Regions from separate parts of the Mus musculus genome. Here region 1 is linked to region 2. The links are chromatin contacts, called in public HiChIP or PLAC-seq maps. All regions are on one chromosome and are shown on one strand. Each heading gives the region's core, a stretch centred on a gene start, on an enhancer-like site or on the middle of the called end of the contact. The rest is flanking DNA. Distances are from core to core; before and after follow the strand shown. Region 1 holds the start of Gja4 (gap junction protein, alpha 4). Region 2 overlaps Dlgap3 (DLG associated protein 3).

Region 1 (5,352 bases), core at 2,128-4,627, 120 kb before region 2:
AAAGATTTATTTTATGTATGTGAGTACACTGTCACTGTCTTCAGACACCAGAAGAGGGCATCAGATCTCATTCAGATGGCTGTGAGCCACCACGTGGTTGTTGGGAATTCAACTCAGGGCCTCTGGAAGAGCAGTTCAGTGCTCTTAACTGCTGAGCCATCTCCCCAGCCCTTTTCTTTTAAAGATATATTTACTTTATGTATATGAGTACATTGTAGCTGTCTTCAGACACATCCAGCTGCCCATTCCGGATGGCTGTGCGCCACCATGTGGTTCCTGAGAATTGAACTCAGGACCTCCACTGAGTCATCTCTTCAGCTCTTCTACCATCCATAGTTCTTAAAACACTTTGTTCTGTTATTTAAAAACAAAAACAAAAAACAAAACAAAACAAAACAAAAACAAAACAAAAACCTTCATAAAACAGTTGCCATGATGAAACATGACGTTTGGGGTAACTTAAATATGTGTTCCCAGGGCATGGTCGGTCATAGTTGGCTCCAGAGATAAGAACTGTGTTCTGATTGAGACAAGATCTTGTATAGTATGAGCTAGCCCATAACTGGCAGTCCTCATGAATGGTGGGATTACTGGTCTATGCCACCGAGTTGTGTGTGTGTGTGTGCATATATACATATATAATGCATATATATATATAATTATATATTAAGTCATATGTGTTATAAATCTATATTTACATATCATATAGTATTACATATATTAACTACATCTAAAAAGCTTTAAACAAGGAATTGCAGGGCATATCTGACCCAGTGGAGGCCAGCAAAGGAACTTCTGGGGAAGATGACAGACATCTCAGCGAAGACCTGAGGGGCTGGAGGCATCCACGTGTGAGAGTTTCCCACACGTGAGGCTGCTCCGAGAAGACAGAGCCATGCACAAAGGTAGGTGCACACAGACACGACAGAGAATGACTGGATGGGGCTGGTGACGGAGTGCCGGCCTGGCATTGAAACAGGGCAACCTTATAGCCAGGTTTCTGCAAAAATGTAGAGGCTGAGTGGAGGCTAGGAGACCATCTGGGGTCACTGAGTTGGTGGCAGGCTGAACAGGGTCAGGACAAAAGGGGTGGGGGTGAAGAGTGACGATCCAGGGACATTTTCCCTCAGAAGAGTTGACTTTTGAATATTGTGTTGGTTGGCCCCTACCCCTTCTTCATCTGTGACACCTGATCTCAGAGTCCAGGAAGGGGTTGGAGCAACCTTGGCATCACCCCGAGGTCCTCAATGAGCTCCCCTGCCCCCCACTTCCCTGGGAACCAGATGGGAGCAAAACCTTCAAAAGGATTTGAGGCCCAACCTCAAAGGCAACTCGGCAGAAAAGCTACCAGAGCAGACACTGTTCCCACGCCTTCAAGGGTCAGAACTACGTCGGCGCACTTGTCCCTAGTGGAATCCCAGGAGGCTCCGTTCAGCCCTGCCTGTTCCGGCCCTCAGAGAAAGAGAGGCCTGGAAGGGAAAGCCTGTCTAGCCTGAGCTCAGGCAGTAACCATGCTGGTCTGCAGTCTGAGCCTACCCATGGACTGCCCCGGCCCAGGAGGCCCCAGCCACTTCCTCACCCTCAGCTGCCCTAGACCCTGCCAATCCTAGGCCCCAACCTCCCTTGGCTTTTCTGCCCTCTCCTGGAACAGTGCAGATCCTTTCTGTCAGGCCTTGTGATGGTCTTGGTTGGATGGTAGGTAGGTTGGTCATACTTGGGACAACAAAGACAGAAACCTTGTGCCTGCACAAGCCTGGCATGGGCTCAACTGCTCAACTACACCGCCAAATTTCTTTCTTTCAACATTTTGAGGCAAGAGTCTTGCTAAATTGCTGACTGTCCTTGAACTCTCTCTCTCTCTCTCTCTCTCTCTCGCTCTCTTTCTCTCTCTCTCTCTCTCTCCCTCCTCCCTTCCTCCCTCCTTCCCTCCCTCCTCCTTCTCTTCTTCCCCTGCCTCTCCTCTCCCTGACAATGTCTCATGTACCACAGGCTGACCTCAAACTCACAAAGGAGAAGACAGCCTTGAACTTCTGACCTTCTTGCCTCTTCCTCCTCCTCCTCCCCCCCCCTCCTGTGAGGTTCCAGGCATGTGCCACCTGGTTTATGTGCCACCAGGGCTAGCTAGAACCTAAGGCTCTGTGAGTACTGAACAAGCACTCAACCAATATTTACACCCCAGCCCCATACCATTGACATTTTAATTCCTCAGCCTCATCTTTCCACAGAACTAGGATTACAGGCTGCCTGTACCACCATGCCTGTGTATTTGTGTTTTGTGGAGTTGGTTGTTTGCTTAGACAGGTTCCCACCATGTATCCCAGGTTGGCCTGAAACTCTTGCTCTGCCTCCTTCAGCCTCCCAAGCTCAGGGTTTACATCTCAGTGACTTCAGGTCCTCGCTCAAACCTTTAGAACCAATACAGCACACTGGGGGCTTTGGCAGGCCCTCCGAAGCAGGTATCCTTCCATCACTATTCGGTAGGGTCAGGGCAGAGGAGGGTAAGATTGACCCTCGTTGCTCTGACAAGCCTCATGGTTGGGTCCCCCAGCCTCTTCTGGGCGTTAGCACAAGAAACCAAACCTGGTGGCTCCAAGGTAGTGATGCTGTTCTGCACCGCCTGGCTTTCTCAACCCCTAACCACACCCCGTGATGCCCTGGATCCCACCTTTACACTTTTACTGTTACCCACGGGGCTTACCCTGCTCAATTTCTGCATCTAGTAAGGAGGGTAGGAAACCAGGCCTGGCAGGCTTATTGTGGCTTTCCCAGCTGCAGGCGGATTCTTAATCCCACACTCTTCGTTCACAGTGAAGCAGGGCTCTGCCTGCTTCCAAATTCCCCAGGAAGATCTTTCCTCTCTTTTAGAGGCATCGACTGGAACCCAGCTAAAGGACAGGAGCTTCCCTCCACTTCCACTCTCAGATCAAAGGACCCTAGAGCGTTCCTAAGTGACTTTTGATGGTATAGCCTGCCCAGGATTGGTGAAGTAGAGACCCCTAGATCAACCAGATTCTAGAAAGGGAGAATTCTCACCCCTCTCCAATGTGGGTCCAGTGGCCTCAGAAGCTGGGCACACGGATGAGTCTCCCTTCTTACCCCACCCACTCCTTACAGCCTCCGGACCAGGTGCCAGATCTGCCAGCTCCTCTCGCTTAAAAAAAAAATCGCCTTCACATCCTGCTGCGGACCTAGGGAGGGCACTGGACCTGGGGGGGGAGTGCAGTCTGGGATACCGGAGGGCGTCAGAGCAGAGAAACAAGACAGCTTCCATCTCTCGCAACCAAAGAAGCACAATCTGGGCGGGTCCTGGGAGTCTGTCCCTCCCAGGCCCCGCCTCCCTGCTCCCCAGAGCCCTCTGGCTGGCGTTTCCTGCCCTAAACCCGCAGCTGCGCGCTATTTAAGGCGTCCTGCGGGAGGCGCGGTCCTGCAGGATTCCCGCAGGCGCAGCTTCGGCCACGGTCGTCCCCTCTACCTGGGCCAGCCGGGCAAGCAGGCGGTGAGTTCGGGGGGCAGGGGAAACGGTTCACTCCACTGCGGGAGGGCTGAGGCTTGCTTGCCCCCCGGGGCGCCAGACGCGACTGAAGCCACCAGCGGCACTCACCTAGCCTGCCTTTAACCAGCCTCTTGTGTTTAGCTCCCTTCCCTTTTTTTTTCAATGAACCCTTAAGGAGAGACCGAGGGCGCCGGGAAGATTACTAATCCAAATCCCCAGGTGGTGAGAAGAAAGCAGTATTTGAATGTAGGTCTGGTAGTACCTGCTTTACTTCTGGAACAGCACCCACACCACACATCACCACGTTTTCACACACACCATGAGATGTTCTGGGAACGTTGGAACCTTCACCCAGCTATGGCCATTCCTTGCAAGGCTCTATCTAGAATGGCTGCAACAGCTTTGGAGGGAAGTGAGCTAGGACAGGCTCAGGTGTATTCACTAAAATCGCAGGTGGTCCTTTTGGTAGACAGGTGGACCAAATGCCCTGGGCTTCTGAGTCCCTCACCCCATCTTCCCTCACTCCCAGCCCCACCGGCAAGTGCAAAGATTCAAATGAGGCCCTCAACATTTTTAATGAGGCATGGAAGATGGGAACGGGACCCCTAATAACCATCTCTCCCCACCCCTGCTCTCTTGGGGGTTGCCAGCCTTGAACAAAAGGGAGGAAGGGCATGGCACAACTGTGTGTGACCTTGGATAAGTTCCTCAACTGTTCTGTTTCCATAGGAACCTCTATTCAATCCACATGTCTTCGGGTTGTGGTCACCCTGGGGCACTGGCCTGTGAAAGAAAGCACAATGTGTGGTTAGATTGGGACCCTAGCACAGGCGGACCTCCCAAGGGCTTACATCCCATGGACATATGTCTAGTGGGGGAGCTGAGAAAGGCTTTGTGCTGCCCTGCTGATGGCCCTCTGACCCTTGTCTCCCTGCAGAGAGAGGCCCTGGAAACATGGGCGACTGGGGCTTCCTGGAGAAGTTGCTAGACCAGGTCCAGGAACACTCGACCGTGGTGGGCAAGATCTGGTTAACGGTGCTCTTCATCTTCCGCATCCTCATCCTGGGGCTGGCTGGCGAGTCGGTGTGGGGCGACGAGCAGTCTGATTTTGAGTGTAACACAGCCCAGCCGGGCTGCACCAACGTCTGCTATGACCAGGCCTTCCCCATCTCCCACATCCGATACTGGGTGCTGCAGTTCCTCTTCGTCAGCACACCCACCCTGATCTACCTGGGCCACGTCATCTACCTGTCTCGGCGGGAAGAGCGGTTGCGGCAGAAAGAGGGAGAGCTCCGGGCGCTGCCATCCAAGGACCTACATGTAGAGCGGGCACTGGCTGCCATCGAACATCAGATGGCCAAGATCTCGGTGGCAGAGGACGGTCGTCTTCGGATTCGTGGGGCGCTCATGGGTACCTATGTGGTCAGCGTGCTGTGTAAGAGTGTGCTGGAGGCAGGCTTCCTCTATGGCCAGTGGCGCCTCTATGGCTGGACCATGGAGCCGGTGTTTGTGTGCCAGCGTGCGCCCTGCCCCCACATCGTGGACTGCTATGTCTCTCGACCCACTGAGAAGACTATCTTCATCATCTTCATGCTGGTGGTAGGAGTCATCTCCCTGGTGCTCAACCTGCTGGAGCTGGTTCACCTGCTGTGTCGGTGTGTCAGCCGGGAGATAAAGGCACGAAGGGACCACGACGCCCGCCCGGCCCAGGGCAGTGCCTCAGACCCTTACCCTGAACAGGTTTTCTTCTACCTCCCCATGGGCGAGGGACCCTCTTCCCCACCGTGTCCCACCTACAACGGGCTCTCATCCACTGAGCAGAACTGGGCCAACTTGACCACAGAGGAGAGACTGACCTC
Region 2 (4,953 bases), core at 611-3,110:
CCCACGATGCAGAGGCTTCAGACCCTCAGGGAAATGAAGTTGGCTTCATTATGCAAATGTATGCAAATTCGCTCATAGGTTGGACTACCTCCAACTGCAGGTGTCTGTGTGATCTGTCCATGATGCTCAGCTACAGCGTTTTTTTTCATTGCCCTTAAATATGGCTGCGCTCCACAGACATTTGTTGAGTGCCCACCGCAAGGCAGATTGAAGGAGAAGCGTACTGAGGTCATTTGGGTGTGGCCCCTATCCTTGAAGGGTCTGTAGTCTAACAGGAGGAACTCAAGGGACAGAATTATCAGGTCCTTATATTCTGGCGCAAGCTGTTCCTTCCTCCTTGGTCCTCTCTTCTCTCGAGCTCTCCTCCTGGCTAACACTTACTCTTAAGAAGCCTCAACTTCCCGTGGAGACTTCTTGTACTCTTTATTCTGGATTACGCCTCTCACTGGGCTTTTATGACACTCCAGGTACCCCACAAGAAGCAGCAAGCACACTGGATAGAAATTGCTTGCTTTGGTCTCCATCTCTCCTACTACCAGTCTCCAGTAAGGTGAAAAAAAAATTAGGTTCCAGTCATCTCTGACTTGAGCCAGTCCTAAGTCACTGTTCCCTGTGGGTGAGGAAGTGGCTGTGCAGGAGAGGTGACAAAATATTAGTCTGGCTTGGATTAACAGCTAGAGCAGAGTCAGTAGAGAAGAAAGAAGGAAGGCTTCCCAGAGACGAGGGCATTTGAAGTACAATATGGGTAGACAAAGGTTGGGTGTGGGATAAATTCCCAGTGGAGAAAACAGTGGGTACAAGGCAGACAAAAAAAAATGCAAATACCAAATTCTGAGGGTTGGGCTTGGAATGTTCCAGAAGCTGGTGAGGGTTTGGCAAATACTGGAAGATGGGGAGTCAGAGAGGAAGATGACTCTCAAGTTTTCAGTAGCCGTGACTGGAAGACTAATGATGCCATTATTAGAGACGGGGATGTCAGAGGGAAGAGCTCGATTTGGGGGCATGATTAATAATAGTGAAAGAGACACAGTCAGACATCAGGAAGAACTTCCTGACCCTGAGGAATGTGACACAATGGAAAGGATGGTAGAAGTCCATAAGAGTCTATAGAGGAAAGGTTCAGATATAAACTGCTCCCAGATCCAGGGCCCGGACCAAAGGAGCTATTTGTTATCTTGCCTAGAGAGACACTGGGGTGACATTACTGATACCAAGAGCCTGGCTCTATGGCAATTTTCCTTTATTGTCCTTTTGCTAGGATGAGAGAGGGAAGTTCAGACCAAGAAGCTTGGGCTCCTGTGGAAAACCACCCAGAAGCATCCCCCATCTGAGACGAGGCTTTGATTAACCCGGAGCTTTGTCTGTGACACAGTCACAGACAAAAGGGGCACATATCAAACTGGAACCTCATACTGAACTACCTAACAGGGATGTCCCAGTCTAAAGGTGTTTCCTGCCACCGGCTTCCTACAGCGGCTGCCACCAAGCTGCTGAGTTGCCATTGGAATGTTTTGTTTTGCTTTGTTTTTTTTTTTTTCTTTCTTCTTAAGATGTATGTGTTTGTACGTTTTATGTATCGGTGTTTTCCCATCATGCATGTACATGCATCACATGTGTGCCTGGTGCCTGCTGAGGTCAGAGGAAGGTGTCCAATCACTTGGAACTGGAAATCGTTATGAGCCACAACACGGATGCTGGGAGACACCCAGATCCTAGCAAGTGCTCTTAGGTACTGAGTCTGTCTCTCCCACCCTCTTGGCTTTGCTTTTGGAGAAAGGTTTCTTGACTTCTAGGCTGGCCTAGGACTCCTTCTATAACCCAGGGTGACCTTGAACTCCTGACCTTTCTGTATCCACTTCCCAAGTACTGGGTTTATAGGTGTGAACCGCCCCACCCAGCTCATCATCAAGCTCTGATTAAACTTGATTCTCTCTCGTTCTCACCAATCCATGTTCCCTTAGCTTTGGTCTCAGACGGGAGCTCGTCAGATAGACCACTAGCACCCATTCCCTACAGGAAGAACTGTCTAAGAACAAAACACTGTCCCAAAACCAGGTCTATGGTGTCAGACAAATGGGGTGATCTTCCAAGTTTAATATACCTGTCCACATACCATCCAGGACATTAGTGAACAGAAATGACACAATACCTATGAAACCATTTTAAAACCCTAGGAAGTAGAGGCCAAGGAGATGGCTCAGTGGTGGGCAGGGGAAGCGCTTGCAGCCAAGCCTGACAATCTGAGTTGGCTCCCCAAAGCCCACCAAGGAGGAGGAGAGAAGAGAGTCCCAAAGGTTGACCTTTGACCCCCCCCCTATGCCTCATGACATGCGTGCACACCCCCAGGAAAGCATTCACACTTAAGCAAATAATAAAATTAAATTTGAAGCTTACAATCCCACCGTGTGGTTGTGGTGGTGGTGCACCCATTAAATCCCAGCACTTGGGAGGCAGAAGCAGACAGATCTCTGAGTTCAAAGCCAGCCTGGTCTACAGAGTGAGTTCCAGGACAGTCAGGGCTACACAGGGAAACTCAATCTCAAAAGACAAACCAAAAAAAAAATGTTTAAAATTCCCAAAGATTACACAATGTAATCTCTAACATCACACCGTTATTTGGGGGCATTTTATTATTATTTTTAAAAGATGTGTTATTTTCGATTATATACAGATTGTGTGTCTATGTGGGGTATTTGGATGTGAGTATTGCCGGCCACAGAGACCAGAGGCCTCTGAGTCTTCTGAGGTTTGAGTACTCAGAAGTGCCCAGCAAGAGCACTACTGGTTCTTCACCACTGAACCATCGCTCCAGTCCATACTTTTTTCTTTTTTTCTTTAAGTTGAGGAAGGATCTCCCTATGCAGCCCAACTGAAGGCTTCCTCCCCCCCGCCGCTTGAGTGTTGGGATTACAGGTGTTCAAGCAAATCCACCAGAAGCCTTTATTTGGGTGCCTAGGATCTTCAACATACAAACAGCAAACAATATAACTAAATACAAGTTACTGAAGGAGGGAGATATTCTATTCCTGAATTCGAAAAACAAGACAAAACAAAAAAATTGCTCTCATGTAGCCCAAGCCAGCTCTGAATTCCTTACACAGCCAAAAATGACCTTGAATTTCTGATCCTCCTGCCTCCACCTCCAGAGTGCTAGGACTGCATTTGTTTGTCACTACACCCGGTTTTAAAGGAAAGGTTTAATTATGAACTCGTATGCCTCAGATCCCATGCCTCTCCCTCTGCCCCCATCTCATCGCTAAATACAGTGAATGGGAGGGAGAACCAATCAAGGAGAGAGCTCGTCGCCCAATCCATCACCCCTTCCTATGGATCTTGCTTCCTAAAAATAGCCGTGCCCACTGAGTCCCATGCCCACCAATCACTGCTGGCGGAGGATCGGAGAATGATTCCCAAACCCCTTTCCCTTCTTCCCAGCCTCCCTTGTGATGAAGCCATGCCATTCCATTGTGGCTAATGATTTATACATGAAAATATGAGGTTCCTGGGGGAAAGTCTGCTTTCATGACAAGGGGTGGGGCTTACGGGTGCCCATCCTCCCTTCCCCCATGCTTTCTGGCTGGAATAAAACAATGATGACCAGATCCAGGGTACCCAGCTTGAGAGAGAGGCTTAGAAAGTCACAGAGATGTTAGTCCTGACACCATCGAGCCACAGAACCAACACAAGCGGTTGCCTTTCTCCAGGCCTATCTATGATGAGGAACAAACTCTATTTTAAACCCCTGTTGGCCAGATTTTCTGCACTTGCGACAGAAAGTGGTGCTACTGAATCCAGCTGCACCCCAAACATCACCTTCTGCTGGGGCATATGCAGGAGGCTCCTAACTTGTCTCCCCATTCTGGTGACCCAAATTATCACTTGGCGATGCAGATGTGACCATACCGCTTCTCTGCTTTCTTCCCCGGTATCCTTGGGTTAGCATTTTAAGCTGGTCAGCCCGAGCCACACACCTGGTCCTTTCTGCTTTCCCACCATCCTCTCCCCACACTCTCCCCCCTCCCCTTGCTCGCTCTCTCTGCTTCAGCCAAGCCAGCCCTTTTTCAGTTCCATGATCCCTCACATCATGGAGCCTACTCCCTGTCCAGAGAGCTTTTCCCCCACTCCATCTCTTCCTTGCTGACTTCGGTTTCCCCTTCAGATCTCAGCTCGGTTGTCATTTCTTCAGGGACGCTTTCTCTGGCCTCCCTGACTAGGTCAGATCTCCCTGCTGCTTGCTCTCAGGGCATTCTGTACCCTTCTCTTATCTAGTTGCCATTTTAAATCTGTATGATTCTGTGGCTGTCTCTCTCCCGATAGGATGTGAATTCCAGGCAGGAATTCTGACCGTCTTCAGCACATTCCCCCAGCCCCTGGGCACAACGCTTGGCGCGTAGTAGGTATTTGTTGAGTATGCCTGTTTTGACTTAAGGCATTTGATCTGATTCCCAGGATGTGACTTCATTCCTCCATACATTCCCATCTAAAGAAATAGGACCTGAAGCCACCAAGATCACACGGAGAGCTGATAGCGAAGCTGACATTGCCTGACTCCGCAGCCTGATGGCTTTGCTACTGCCTGCACCATTAGCCTTGAAAAGCTGAGCTGGTAAAATGTCATTTGAAAGTAACAGGTATTAAGCAACCGAACAAATAAAAAGACTGCATACATACCGCACAGCTAATGAGAGCCCTCATTTAACTTGCTTCTGTGTGGGGAATATAACTTCATGCCAAGTCCAAGGTCAAATAAAGAGACTAAAGGAAACTCCCTGAAGTTTCTTCGCCAATATCCTTGAGTTAGCATCTTAATCTGGCCAACTAAGCCAAGCACCTGGCCCTTTCTCCTTTCCCATTATCCTCTTCCCAAACACTCCACCCTTACTTGCTCTCTCTGTTTCAGCCAAACCAGCCCAAGACAGGGTCTCATGTAGCCTAAGCCAGTCTCTAAAGCAC

What was found. HiChIP or PLAC-seq counts read pairs in DNA pulled down with a chosen protein or histone mark.
Region 1: an H3K27ac HiChIP or PLAC-seq map of embryonic stem cells shows a contact between it and region 2, with 5 read pairs. The contact joins the promoter of Gja4 here to the enhancer-like site in region 2. A contact is called at or near these places in 1 of 39 promoter capture datasets (embryonic stem cells), 1 of 484 Hi-C or Micro-C datasets (embryonic stem cells), 4 of 115 datasets of contacts at active chromatin or transcription factors (embryonic stem cells and stem cell-derived neural progenitor cells) and 4 of 9 other capture datasets (adipose tissue, embryonic stem cells, liver and 1 more).

The regions. Positions count from the first base shown.
Region 1 is chr4:127,312,064-127,317,415 of GRCm38.p6, reverse strand. Gja4 (gap junction protein, alpha 4) reads left to right here and starts at 3,377. Exons shown (of 2, transcript NM_008120.3): 1 at 3,377-3,496; 2 at 4,431-5,352. The coding sequence starts at 4,448.
Region 2 is chr4:127,188,003-127,192,955 of GRCm38.p6, reverse strand. All of the region lies in intron 1 of Dlgap3 (DLG associated protein 3), which reads right to left. Among named protein-coding and RNA genes, the nearest start is that of Dlgap3, 21 kb to the right of the region's middle. Within about 2 kb of position 1,860, at least 4 of the 459 cell types and tissues checked have an H3K27ac peak or open chromatin away from gene starts, as enhancers often do. A contact at or near this core is called in embryonic stem cells, where this site is marked.